2 separate regions of the Mus musculus genome follow, and region 1 is linked to region 2. A link is a contact called in public Hi-C data. All regions are on one chromosome and are shown on one strand. The core of a region is the stretch at or near the end of the contact, and the rest is flanking DNA. Distances in the headings are between cores, read along the strand shown.

Region 1 (6,251 bases), core at 2,613-5,112, 140 kb before region 2:
GGGGGGGAGGGGCTTTACAGTCTGGGAAGTGACATGTCGTTTCTGTACACAAGCTGGATAATTTGTGAGAGGTAGACCAGAGTTGATGGAGCATCTAGTTTGTGATGGGGGCGAGGTTGAGGGCATGCTGGGATCGGGAGAGCACTTGGAGATGCAGTGCATATGGACAGCCACATTTAAAATGCCAGCCCTGTGCCTTTAAGAGGGCATGTTTTATATTTTAAGGGCACAGGAGAAGAATACCCTGAATTAGAGGGCTAGTGATACAGCTAAGGATTTGCATATGGAACATCTTTTCTTTCTTTCTTTCTTTCTTTCTTTCTTTCTTTCTTTCTTTCTTTCTTTCTTTCTTTCTTCCTTCCTTCCTTCCTTCCTTCCTTCCTTCCTTCCTTCCTTCCTTCTCTTTCCTTCTCTTTCCCTCCTTCCTTCCTTTCCTTCTTTTTGCATTTTTAAAAAATTGATTACATCTACTCTTGGACAGTTTCAGTTTACAATGGCGCACTCTGTTTACTCCAAGTCCATCCTCTGCTGCTCTCTCCCTCTTCCCACTGTGGCCTCCCTCCTTCCAGTGCCATCTCCCTCCTCCCACTGTGTCCTGGCCTCCTCCCTAGAGGCCCTTTGGTCACATTCAGGCCTTTTGTTCTTTGCTTGTGATCTTCTGATTCTGGCTGCATTTGGAACTATTCAGTAGAACTTGGTGGGCTCACTGGTCCACAACTGTCCCACCATAACTGTCATTGCCCCTGCTGGGCAATGATTGTCCTGCTACCAGAATCCATTAGAATAGATATCTTTCATTCTGGCCTTTTCTTGTGTCTCATTTGGCTCAACGCTACGTGGTTGTGTGGTTTGGGGCAAGCCAGCTCCTAGGTGTCACTTGTCATCTACAAATATGAGTATTTACAGTATTTTCCTCATGGGCTTCTCATGGGAATTAGGCAAACTAATACCTGCAAGTGCCTGCATTAGAACTCAACACACAGAAAAACATTAGCTACCACTTATTTTCCCAATAATTTACCTTATCATGGGAATATATATATATATGTATATATATATATATATATATATATATATATATATATATATTTAAATTACTCAAGTATGCTGAAGCTTACAGAACTGTGTAGAATGGGGGGAAAGGCAAAAAACCAAACAAACAAAAACCCAACAAAACCCAACCAACCAACCAACCAACCACAAAACAACCACCCCACCACCCATTTCTGCCTCACAAAAGAAAAAATGAAATCCCCAAACCCTCAAAATTTGACGATGATGTTACACAAAATGGGAAGCCCAAACTTCAACTCCAGGGTCTTTTGAGATACCTACTGCTCAGAGGGCAAAAGCATTTAATACCAAACTGGAGCACCTGCGTTCATCTTGCCCCCTCACCCAGCATGGTGGAGCACCTGTGTTCATCCTGCCCCCTCACCCAGCATGGTGGAGCACCTGTACTCATCTTGCCCCTTCACCCAGCATGGTGGAGCACCTGCGTTTATCCTGCCCCTTCACCCAGCATGGCAGAAGGTGATAGCTATTTCTTGAACGTTGTTCCAGGGACTTCCACATACACACAAATAAATGAATATATATCCTTCAATTTCAAATACTTATTCATATTTTGAGTGTAGAACCCACACCCTTCACAGTTTAATCCTGCCAACTCTCAGTTAAAACCCCGTCACTGGTTCCCACTGCAGAGGAGTGCAGGATTCCATGTTACCTGTGCACCCGTTGATTTTCAAACAGATGCCACCCACACATTAATCTCTTTTGTGCCTCCATTCTTCCTGCCCTATTAAATCAGCCCCCCTTTTTAATAGAAACAAAGTTTTAGGTTTACAGGGAATTTACATAGAAGGTACATGTCTCCAGCAGTTTTTCTTATGATTACATCTTGGCTTGGTGTGGTATATTTGTTGAAACAGTAGCAATGGGTTATTGTTAACTTCCGTCCACAGTTTATATCACGGTTCACCTTTGTGGAGCACAGGTCTATGGCCTCTGACAATCAAATAATGCTCTAGGTCCATCATTATGGTGACATACAGAATAGCTTCATTGCCCTGTGGTTGTCTCTTCTCCCCGCTTAGTTAAGCGGTTAACAGAACTGGGAAGACTTCTCAGAGCCCTTCAATTCCAGGGCTCCAGAGCACCCTTGCATAGTGCTTCCTACACTTGGTATAGCCCAGCTTCTGCTTCTTCCAGTAGATGGTTTGCCCTTGAGGAAGGGACTGTGCACACAGATCAAAATTGGTAACTCCTAGCCTAGACAACTGCGCTTAACAGATGCCTGTTCAGTGTTGGCTGAACTAAATCGGACAATGGGCCAGTGTTAGCAAGGCATTTTCTGTAGAAGTCTCCAGAGGATAAGCTATAGACCTGGAATTCTGATAGTGACACACGTGCTTCCTTGCAAATCTGACCTATCAAAGGATATGTTCTTGCATCCTTTTTGATTTCAGCTAAGCACCAGCACAGGTGAGGTTGCTCAGACCAGCTTTCTTTTACACAGGCCACAGGCTGCTTCCCAATCCTGCCACTCTCCAAAGAGCCAAGTGAAAAAGCAGGCAAGCATGGTTGTTTTCCTCTATCCTAACTAGACACCCCTCTCTCAGGAAGACCCCTGGAGAGTCATTCTTCCCAGGTGGATCCCCCCTGCAACAATCAGAGATGCTCGGTGTGTCCTCTTTGAGCAAGGAGCACCTTCCCAGAAACATTTATTTTCTTAATTCACGCTGAGCCTTTTGCTTTAAAGACACTGTTCTCAAACGTTCTAAAACTCCGTAGGAACAAGCAGATCCGAACAAAGGCAAATAAATCGAATCCTGCAAAGTAACAAAGCAGACGCCTTTTCCCAACAGCCAGCACAAAGCTAAATGAAAAATATCAGTCATCCACTAGATACAGTATTTCCCCCTCCAGACGGAGCTGGGGCCTGTAGACCTCCCCCACTACAAACAGGAGGCCGAGAAGGTACAAAAAAAAGTATTAATTCCTAAACGAGTCATCAATTTGAGCTGCACAGTCTACCTCTCCACACTAGCAGTTTGAAAGACCTTGGCTGTTACTTCTCTGTACCTGTCTCCAAATACACGTGGAGGTGATGGCGAGAGGGAGGGAGCCCACCGCCACGTATGCATAAGGGAGGGAGGACGGGATTCAGGGCTGAGGGCAGATCTCTGAGGACAGTCAGTGCTCCCCAAAGAACAAGCCCCCCATCTCTTTGCACCTCTAAACTGGAAGAAACGGTGTAAGAGCTGGGGGACGCCTGTCCAGTCCAAGCAGAGCCCTCGAACCCTGAGCTTTGATGCTGCAGCAGCAGCGATCGCCTGCGGGCACCTGGGTTCCTGGGGGGAGGGGGGCGGGGCCTCCCCCAGGTGTGAGAGTGCGAAGGCCACCAGAGCCAGCCCAGCGGACCCCAGGGGACCCCAGCAGCCTCCGCTTGGGGACGCCGTGTAGAGGAGCGGCGCATCGGCGCCCCTAGCAGCAGGCACGGGGCCCCACGGGCCTGGCTCGGGGAAGGGGCGCCCGCGCGGCGGCGCCGAGGGGGTTAACCGGGCTGTCGGCGGCCGCAGCGCACTTAACCCTCGGTCAGCCGCGCCAGCCTGGGGGTGGCGGCGTCCGAGTCGCGCGCCGTGGAGTCCGGGGGGCGCGTGGGCCGCAGGCGGGCAGCTGGGGCGCGGCGCGGCCGGTGGGAGGCCCGGGCGCGCGGGGGAGGGCGGGGGACGGCGGCGGCGGGCGCGCAGCGTCGCCAGGGCGAAGCCGGCGTGCAGCGCGGCGCGGCGGGCGCGGAGCGGGCGGGCGGGCGGGCGGGCGAGCGCCTCCGTCCCCGGATGTGAGCTCCGGCTGCCCGCGGTCCCGAGCCAGCGGCGGCGCGGGCGGCGGCGGCGGCGGCGGGGCACCGGGCACCGCGGCGGGCGGGCGGACGGGCGGCATGGGGGGCGCGCCGAGCGGCCCGGCAGGCCGGGCGGGCACCACCACGGTGTCCCTCCGCTAGAGGAGGGGACCAAGCCAATTCTCCTTTGCAGTAAAAAAAAATAAAAAAAATAAAAAATTACATGTATATATTACTAAGATAATATATACATCTGATTTTATTTTTTACAAAAAGTTTATTTTGCTCCATTTTTCAAAAAAAAAAGAAGGAGCGTGGGTGGCAGGCGGTTTTTATAAATTATCTTTATTTTTGGTTATTTGTCTCTGTCCTTCCCCACCCCCTGCTGAAGCGAAAATAAGGGCAGGGACCGCGGCTCCTACCTATCCGTAACCTCCCATATCCGTTCCTCCCCCTCCCTAACCCTGAGCATAGTGCCCTGCACACAGTAGGCGCTCAATAAATGTTCGTGGATGATGATGATGATGATGATGAAAAAAATGCAACATCAACGGCAGCACCAAGAGGACCATGCGAACGGTGAGCAGCCTGAGCTTGGGTACCCGCTGCCAAACCTCATCCTATCATGATCCTACTCTTCCCACCCCCAACCCCCCATCTCCGATGCGTTGGGTGGGTTGAGGGGGTTGGAAATGATGCTTTTGGCTTGGTGTCATCTACATAGAAAGGGGTGATGCGCGGCAGCTACTCCGTTCTCCTCTTCAGGCCGTGAATGTCAGTTAATTCTGCATTTGCTGGGGTGGGGGCGGCCATTTGGGTGTGTGTGGAGTACTGTGGAGCCAAGGGGCAAGAGTGAGGTGATCCGGGTTCAGTGTGCTCGGGCTCAACTTTCCTCTTTCATCGCCCCTGAGCGATGGAAGAGGAGGTGTTAGTCTTCAGCCTGAACCCTTTTTCCAGCCTCCCCCTATCTCCCGCGCCTCTGGTTGACTAAGAAGAAGGTCCTTAGTAGCATCAGGAAAATTCTAGGACTGTTCCAGGTTTACCCCTTGGGTCGCTTGGTCCCATCATCTCATGGGAGAAGCCCCGGGTCTTGGGATCTGAGGGAACAGGGTCGGGTGGAGCGTGTATTCCCGCTCCCTGTGCCTCCTGTGCACACGTCGGTAACCTAGCAATGCCCAGAGAGTTGCTGCCGCTGTGGGGCTCTGCAACTCACCACGTGCAGTTTCCACACCAGCGGGGGCCGGGTCTAAGAAGGCTGGGGTGCTTTTGGCCAGGTTCCCTTCATGGAGGTCGTTAGCATTTCCCAGCCCTGGTTTTCTTGAAGCCTTTTCCGGTGAGCGCTTCTCAAAGGAACCGCTTGGCAAAACTAGTCCCTGATCTCAGATTGAGTGCCACCTGCCTGCTTTGCTCTGTCCCAGGCTTAAGGACAGTAGGGCAGGAGACCTGTGCTTGCTTTGACTCTTTACTTAGTGATAATTGGTTTTGCAAACGCCCGATTTCCAACCTCTGACACCACTCTCACTTTGACATCTGCTTCAGCAGAGGTGATGGTGGCCCAATGTCCATCTTCCAAGGAATGACCAGACCCACAGTGAGGCGAGCTCTATACATGAAGGGACACCCTCCATCCCATGCCCTCCCCTTCCCCCCTCCCCCGCCCGCTTTTGAGTATTTTGCCCTGGGAGTACCTGGATGCTACTCTACACTGAGATAATTATTGCATAGGCCTTGAGGTTCCCTGACATAATGCACCCTGACTCTTAGGGTGCAGGCCGATTAGATGCTGGCTTGGCTGCTGCTGCTGCAATTTAAAATGCAATAATAATAATAAAAAAGCCTTAAAGATGTTTTTCTGTTTTCTGAAGCTTGTGGAGGAAATGAGTCCCAAGCATCATGAATTTTCATTTGTAGGAAGTGTTAATGCATAATCTAGATATTTGTTGTGGGGCTTTTGGTATTGCCTGGTGCCAGTAAAGAGGTTTTTTTTTTTTTTCCCATGTAGAAAAAATTGCATATATGGCTATGGAGAGCTTTTGGAGGAATAGTCTAAAAGTGGTTAAAACTACTGAATTATTGGTTGAGTGTGTGTGTACGTGTGCCCGCGTGTGTGCGTGTGTGTGTGTGTGTGTGTGTGTGTGTGTGTGTGTTGGTAATTACTTTTTGAGAAAGGGAGTTGTGTATATCTGTTAAGCCATGAGAGATACATGTGTTTTCAAAGTCAGGAAAAGACACGGGATCACTGTGAGAATGGCCTCAGTTTGTCAGAAGAGATGCACTAAAAGATTCCTTTTGAAGACACAGGTATGGAAGAGTACCAGTGTGGTTAGGTGTGGCACAACAATGGCCCTGCATGACTGATGCTCAGAGTAGAGCTCTGGTGACTTTTGCATTGCCTGGCCAAACCCCA
Region 2 (6,126 bases), core at 2,549-5,048:
GAGGAGACGGAGACACTTCCCGAAGGCAAGGCTTGGGGAGCAAGGACCCTGCAAGACTCATACAGTCAGGGCAGCAAAGAAAGACTAACATTCTCCATCGATGCTGTTACAAAATGAATGACCATCAAGCCTCAACTGTGAGGAAATGTCTGGAAAACATTTGTCTTTTAAAGTTGTGTCTAGAAAACATAAAACATTGACACAACTCACTAATACAAAGTCAAATATTTCTAACTTAAGGGTGTGTAAAAGAGTTGACAGATATTTTTAATACACCCAACAAAGGGCCAAGAGGATCATGAAAAGATACTTTACACTGTTGCCTTTAGGAAAACACAAATTAAAACCATAGTGATATGTTATTACATGTCAACACAGTGTGACTAAAATGAAAAACTGAGACAATTCCAAATTTATCTCAGGGATATGGAGGACTCTGAGCTACTCATATAATAACATCAGTGGAATTCTGCAGAGGAACAGACTGCAGTCGATGAACTCCAGGACGTCTTTAAACTTAGAACCTGCTCTCTCATTTCTGTTGTTGTGATAAAATACCCTGGAAAATGCGCCTTACAGAAGAAAGAGTTAGTGGCTTACAGTTCCAGGAGTCAGTCCATTATTGCTGGAGAGACAAGGAATCTAAACTACTACATTTACAAGTCAAGATCAGAGAGAGTGACATCGACCCTTGCTTGCTTTCTCTCAGGTAGCTAGGCCCCTTCTGGTCAGGACTCACGTTCTAGGGAATGGTGCTGCCCACAATGGGCTGGGTCTTCCCATATCAGTTAACAACTAAGACAGCCCTCCCACAGACATTCCCAACATCCCCACAAGGCAGCCTAGTCTTGACAATGTCTTATAATTCTCTTCCCCATCGAATCTACATTGTTTCAAGTTGACAGTTAAAACTAACAAGCAGACCACCCAAGAATTTCATTTCTTAGTATTGATCCAAGAGAAATGCAAACCTGTATTCATGGAATGATTTAGTCACAAATTATGACCATCATTATAATAGGAAAAAGCTAGAAACTGTGGTTATTCATCAATAGGTCAGGGATAAACAAACCTTTAGTGTATTCATACAGTGGATCAGTATTCATCAATGAAAAGGTAGGGACTGTTGCTACATGGCATGGCAGCAGAGTCGACTTACCAAATTTGGAAGAACTCTTCGTGCCCCGTCAACTGATTCCTGCCTCCTAAAGAATTCCTTTGAGTTCATCTTCTAATCATAGCTGATTCAATCCCACTCCTCCATCCCTTGAATGTAATCTCAGTCAGTGCAAGGTGCCTGGAGCAGAATTGTAATGGGGGGTTTTATTGTGCTGCCCTCTGTAGAATAGGAACCAACAAACGGGGAAGCTTGGAAAATGGTGTCTATAGAGGAGGGGACAGCACTCAGGACATAATCTTTAATATACCCAGTGACCAAAACCAGTTCTCTTTCAACAGAGCTTTAAGTAACAGGTAGCCTGCCGTCCACTCCCACGGCAGTGGTGCTGGCTGTCCATTTTAACGTTGAGGACTTTGGACAAGTGTGCTGACAAGTATGGTTGTTCTAGTTAGCACAGGGTAACTGCTGAGTGGGAGGAGACATTCTTGAGCCCCCGGAGGATGGAAGTGAGCCGAGGGCAGACATTAGATCCATACTCATTCCTTTTTCCTTTTCTTGGAATGAAGTCACAACAGCATTGTTCTCACTTTTAATTGCCACGAAGCTCATTCTTAACTGATCTACACAGTAATAAGTACAAGAAAGGAAAAATAAAGGAGCCGAGATTGAGCACTGGCTCGCTTTCCCTTACGTGTGGTCATGGAAACAACTTTGTCCTCTGACAAAGAGTCTGCTCTGCTTTTTCCTCTCCTGACACCTAAGCTTTCTCCAATCAGGTGGTTTTTAAGCTGTCCTTGCCCCTGCTAGCCCAAGCTCAGCTTCCATCTGGGAGGTGTGTGCTGTGCTGCGATGCTTTCCTTGGGACATACCATAGGAGCATCCAAGTGCATTTCTGCAATCCCTTAACAGGCATGCGTCAGGCCACACATTCCTCAGCCTGTGAGCTGTGACCCTAACAGGATATTAGAAACAGAACTTCTGTGAGGATTAGTGGGCTCCTTAGTGGATAGATATGGGATGGACTTTTCCAGAGGATGCTACAAGATTGTGGTGTGTGTGAGTGTGTGTACACACGTGCACGTAGGTAAATATTTGTGTGAGTGTGTGTATGTGTGTGTGGTAAAAGATGCCCTTTGAGGTACATAGAAAACAGAAGCTGGAAGCACTCCTAAATGTGCTGCTAGACAAGGGTGTGAGAAGCTGAAAGATCGTTAGAGAGGGAGAGGGTGGATGCTCTGAGGACTATCTTTCACTGCTCCCATCCTGGAATAAAGAGGGTGTCCTGTCTGTGAGTCCTTGACCTACACCCCCAGCCACAGCCTTGAAACCTTTCTGGTTGTTTTTAAAAGTCAAACATGGTTAAAGTGACTCTCGTGGTACAGGGATGACAGAGACAGGTGGCTACAATTTCAGTTTGTCTTTAGCTGCTGTCTTGGCTTTTGATAATGGACAATGTTCTTCCTTCTAAACCTCTATTTCCCCCTCTACACTTTACTAGTTGAATGTGGAGGTCTCAGAAAATGCTGGGGTCAGGAGAATAATGACCCATGTGAAACAAGAAGGAAATCTGGTTCAAAGCAGTTCAGCAGCTGGTGTTGGTTCAAACTTCCAGAGTCTGACCCTAGGGAGTTTATTTTAGGTGTATTTAAGTACAGTTCAAGTAGGGAGGGAAAAGTTTCTTGGTGTAACCCAATCCCGTATGCACAAGGCATAATTGCAGCAAAAACTCTTTTAAAAGTACATGTCACTTCCTTCATGAAGATGTATCATCTTAAGGGCCTAACAGGGAGGATCAGGAATTGTCTCAGTCATGGAGATACTACAGAGGTCATCAGGCATAAAGTTCATGTGATATCACCCATAAAGACAGGTTCTATTGACAGAGAAAAAAAATGCTCAAGTAAAGGTCTTGGGAGGAAGAGTCTGGAATAAATGTAATAGTCTGGGGGCTAGGGGGATTCGGGAACAGACAGACCCTATAGATAATACAGATCACCGGGCTATTAACTACATCCAATCCCATGCTCTATATGTCTTTTTCCATTGAAGAGGCAACCTTGGGCATTTAACACCCTCAGTTTCCCTAATGTTTATCTGTGAGCATGAGGACCTTGTGCCCTCGGCAATTCAAGAACCCCGAATTATAACATAAAATAATTTACTTTCCAGTGTCTACTCTCACCTACACCATTTGAGATCCCCTTATCCCCTTTGTATCCTGACACCTGAGCCAGACTAGCTCTTCCTGCCTGGTTTTCATTCTGAGGAGGATGGCATTGTCCTAATTCCTGCAGCATGGCGTGATCTCCCTGTGAGCAGTGTGACCTGACCCCTGTCCCATGTGCCACAGCTTGAGCATGCCTCCGTTTTTGAGAAAGCGAAGGAGGAAGACCAGTTATAGGCCTTTTTATTTGATGAGACACCACTGCAGTATCTTTTCCTGGTTGGATTTGTAGCTTCTCTAGCCAAAACTGGCCAGGTGGCTACACACTCCATTTGACAGGTGTCCACAGGCAGATCCCCAGCGGGATCTTTAGAGGCCACCCTACTAAGCAGGTCCTGACAGAGACATGTGGCTCTAGTCAGCCATTCTGGTTCCTCCTTCCCAGTCTGTGGTTGGGCATGTGACCTTGCATGGCAGCCAGCGCCCTTGGGTGAGATCCCAGAAAGAGTTCCAATCTAGTTACCCTGTGTGGCTCACTTGGCTGGGAGGAAGCACAGAGGAAGTTTGTGAGCCCCTGCCAGACCACAGGGTGGCATGGAGACTGGCCTTCTAAGGCCAGCGGAGAATCATTTCAGGAATCAGCCAATGCCAAGAGTGCTTTTGGGGGCGAGGTGCTAGCTGCTTCTTGGGAACAGGGCTGCCCTTGATTCTCTTAAGTCCTTGGTATTGAGATCTAGGAAGGGAGTCCTCCTTTTGGCTTCTCGGCTCCTCCCCTGGGCTGAAGACATTATGATTATGCCTCAGTAAATTGAAATAGGAAGGTGAACTCTAGAAGGCTCAGAGACATCAAACCCATTTATTGCTTTCTTGCAAAGTGTGCTGCTTAGTGGTTCTTCCTCTCAGCAGAGAGGCCCATTTCCCTGGTACCACAGCAATGGAAGCCCTCATCCCCTTTTAGGCAGAGCAGAGGATGTGAGCCCAGGTGTCAGGGTGGGTTCAGCCTTCATCCTTTGGGGCCATGTGTTGTGCTTTTTGTGCCTTTTCTGGGATCATGTTCTTTGTTGAAGTTCGAGGGAAGCATCCACTGTCACCACTCCATCCCCCAGATCCCGCTCGCTCTCCACACGCGATTCTGGGCCAGCTCGAGGGAATGTTTGGGAATGTGCCCTCACCCATTTCTTACAGTGAGTGTCATGGCCCTTAAAGTATTTTGCAGAAACTATTATTTTAATTCATTTTTATGGTGGCCATGGGATTTTTAAAATTTATTATTATTTTAATAGTCTCATAGGAACTTTGGTTAAATGTAGAATAAAATCTGAAAGCTTCTATGGGAATAATGAAGAATCGGCCCTTCAAGGTCTTAAAAAATATCCCCTAGTTGCAGTTCCTTTTATGCCCACAATTCTGAATTGTAGTGTCTCTCTCCAAAGCAGCCTCTGCACTGTGACAGTGGCAGAGAGAGCTTCTGCCAGCCCTGCCAGCACTATAGCTCCAGCATCTGGAACATCCCCAGGAAGCAGACAGGGAAAGGCTGCAAGGACTGTGATAAAGCTTCTGTTTGCAGTGACATCACTAGTATCTTATACATAGCCTGGGGATTAAGCAAAAGACAGAACACCATCCGCCTTGCAGAAGGAAGGAACCAGACTAGGTAATCAGCACTCACTCTTTTTATGGCAGAAAAGTGAAACCAAACTTGTTCTCTCTCCTGAGCACCACTGGTCCAGACCAGGGCAGTAGACCTTTTTTTTTTTTTTTTTTTTTTTTTAAATAAGAAGCAGAGATAACTTTGCTTTGTGGACCTTGCAGTTTCTGTCCTCACTATTTGGCTCTGCTGCCGTGAATATAACATCCACAGTTAATACGCAAACAAGGTACTTCCGCATAGTAAAGCTTCATTTTCAATGGTAAGCTGGCAGGCCGAAGACCGGAGCTCACCAACTCTGGTATGGTGAGAAGTTCTCATTTTGAACTGTTGCCTGCTTGCCTTCACGTCACCCCAGCTCTCTCCAGTTCCTCTTGATGAGGCCCAGAGAGCAGACACATAACACTGCACACACATACACACATACATGCACACACATACATATACACACATACACATACATACATACATATACACATATACACATATACACATATACATAGACACACACACACACACACACAGATACTTTCCTCTGTGTTGGCACACTAAGCAGGCAGAGGTTGTTATAGAACATATAACTTTGGATAGTTTACCAGCCTCAGGTCCAAGTGTGCATGAGGTGACAGCTGATCCTTAACTGCCAAAGTGTTCCAAAAGTCCTGTGAGAGCAGCGTGATATTTGCTTGAGTTCTTACTGTGCTGATGGCTATGTGTTTGGAGTTTGTTATCAGTTTCTGAGCCTAGCTCCTGGAAGTGTAGTTCTAGAGCCCAGGAGGAAGCAGAGGACAGCTGAGCCCTGATTAGGTCTCTGACTTCTGCCACACTCGTTCTTGTTCTTGATCATCTTAGTTGTTTCCCTTTAAAGTCAGCTAAGAGATCTGTTGAAAACACATAAACACTTTAAAGATTCTTGTCATCTGGGTGTGACTGGACATTGGCTTGCTCATCTTTTGACACAGGGCATCTGGCTGTGCTTCACTCTCTCCTGGTCAGCATGCCCATTCTCTCTCCTATAAATGATCCCTACAATATGAATCCACTTCCCAGTTAATAAAATAAGGAGCTGGGTGCACAAGCGTAAACTCAAGCCAGACCAAATTCTAGCATTGAGAGCGGAGGGAGCACCCGATCCCACCCCTGCTGGCCAATCATTGGCAATCAATAGCTGCTGGATGAACAAGGCAGTTTTCT

The links. Hi-C and Micro-C count contacts between places; a contact is called where the count stands out from the background.
Region 1: a Hi-C map of cerebellum shows a contact between it and region 2, with 2.3 times the contacts expected there. The contact joins the promoter of Cacna1d here to the enhancer-like site in region 2. A contact is called at or near these places in 7 of 484 Hi-C or Micro-C datasets (brain, cerebellar granule neurons, cerebellum and 3 more), 6 of 115 datasets of contacts at active chromatin or transcription factors (SST interneurons, bone marrow-derived macrophages, embryonic forebrain and 3 more) and 4 of 9 other capture datasets (adipose tissue, liver, macrophages and 1 more).

What each region holds. Positions count from the first base shown.
Region 1 is chr14:30,351,097-30,357,347 of GRCm38.p6, reverse strand. It overlaps Cacna1d (calcium channel, voltage-dependent, L type, alpha 1D subunit), which reads left to right and starts at 3,862. Exons shown (of 47, transcript NM_001083616.2): 1 at 3,862-4,423. The coding sequence starts at 4,357.
Region 2 is chr14:30,215,938-30,222,063 of GRCm38.p6, reverse strand. The region is part of intron 3 of Cacna1d (calcium channel, voltage-dependent, L type, alpha 1D subunit); the gene reads left to right. It overlaps Gm52107 (a long non-coding RNA gene), which reads left to right. Exons shown (of 2, transcript XR_003951104.1): 2 at 1-6,126. Among named protein-coding and RNA genes, the nearest start is that of Gm52107, 5.1 kb to the left of the region's middle. Within about 2 kb of position 3,798, at least 37 of the 459 cell types and tissues checked have an H3K27ac peak or open chromatin away from gene starts, as enhancers often do. A contact at or near this core is called in bone marrow-derived macrophages, cerebellar granule neurons, cerebellum and 3 more, where this site is marked.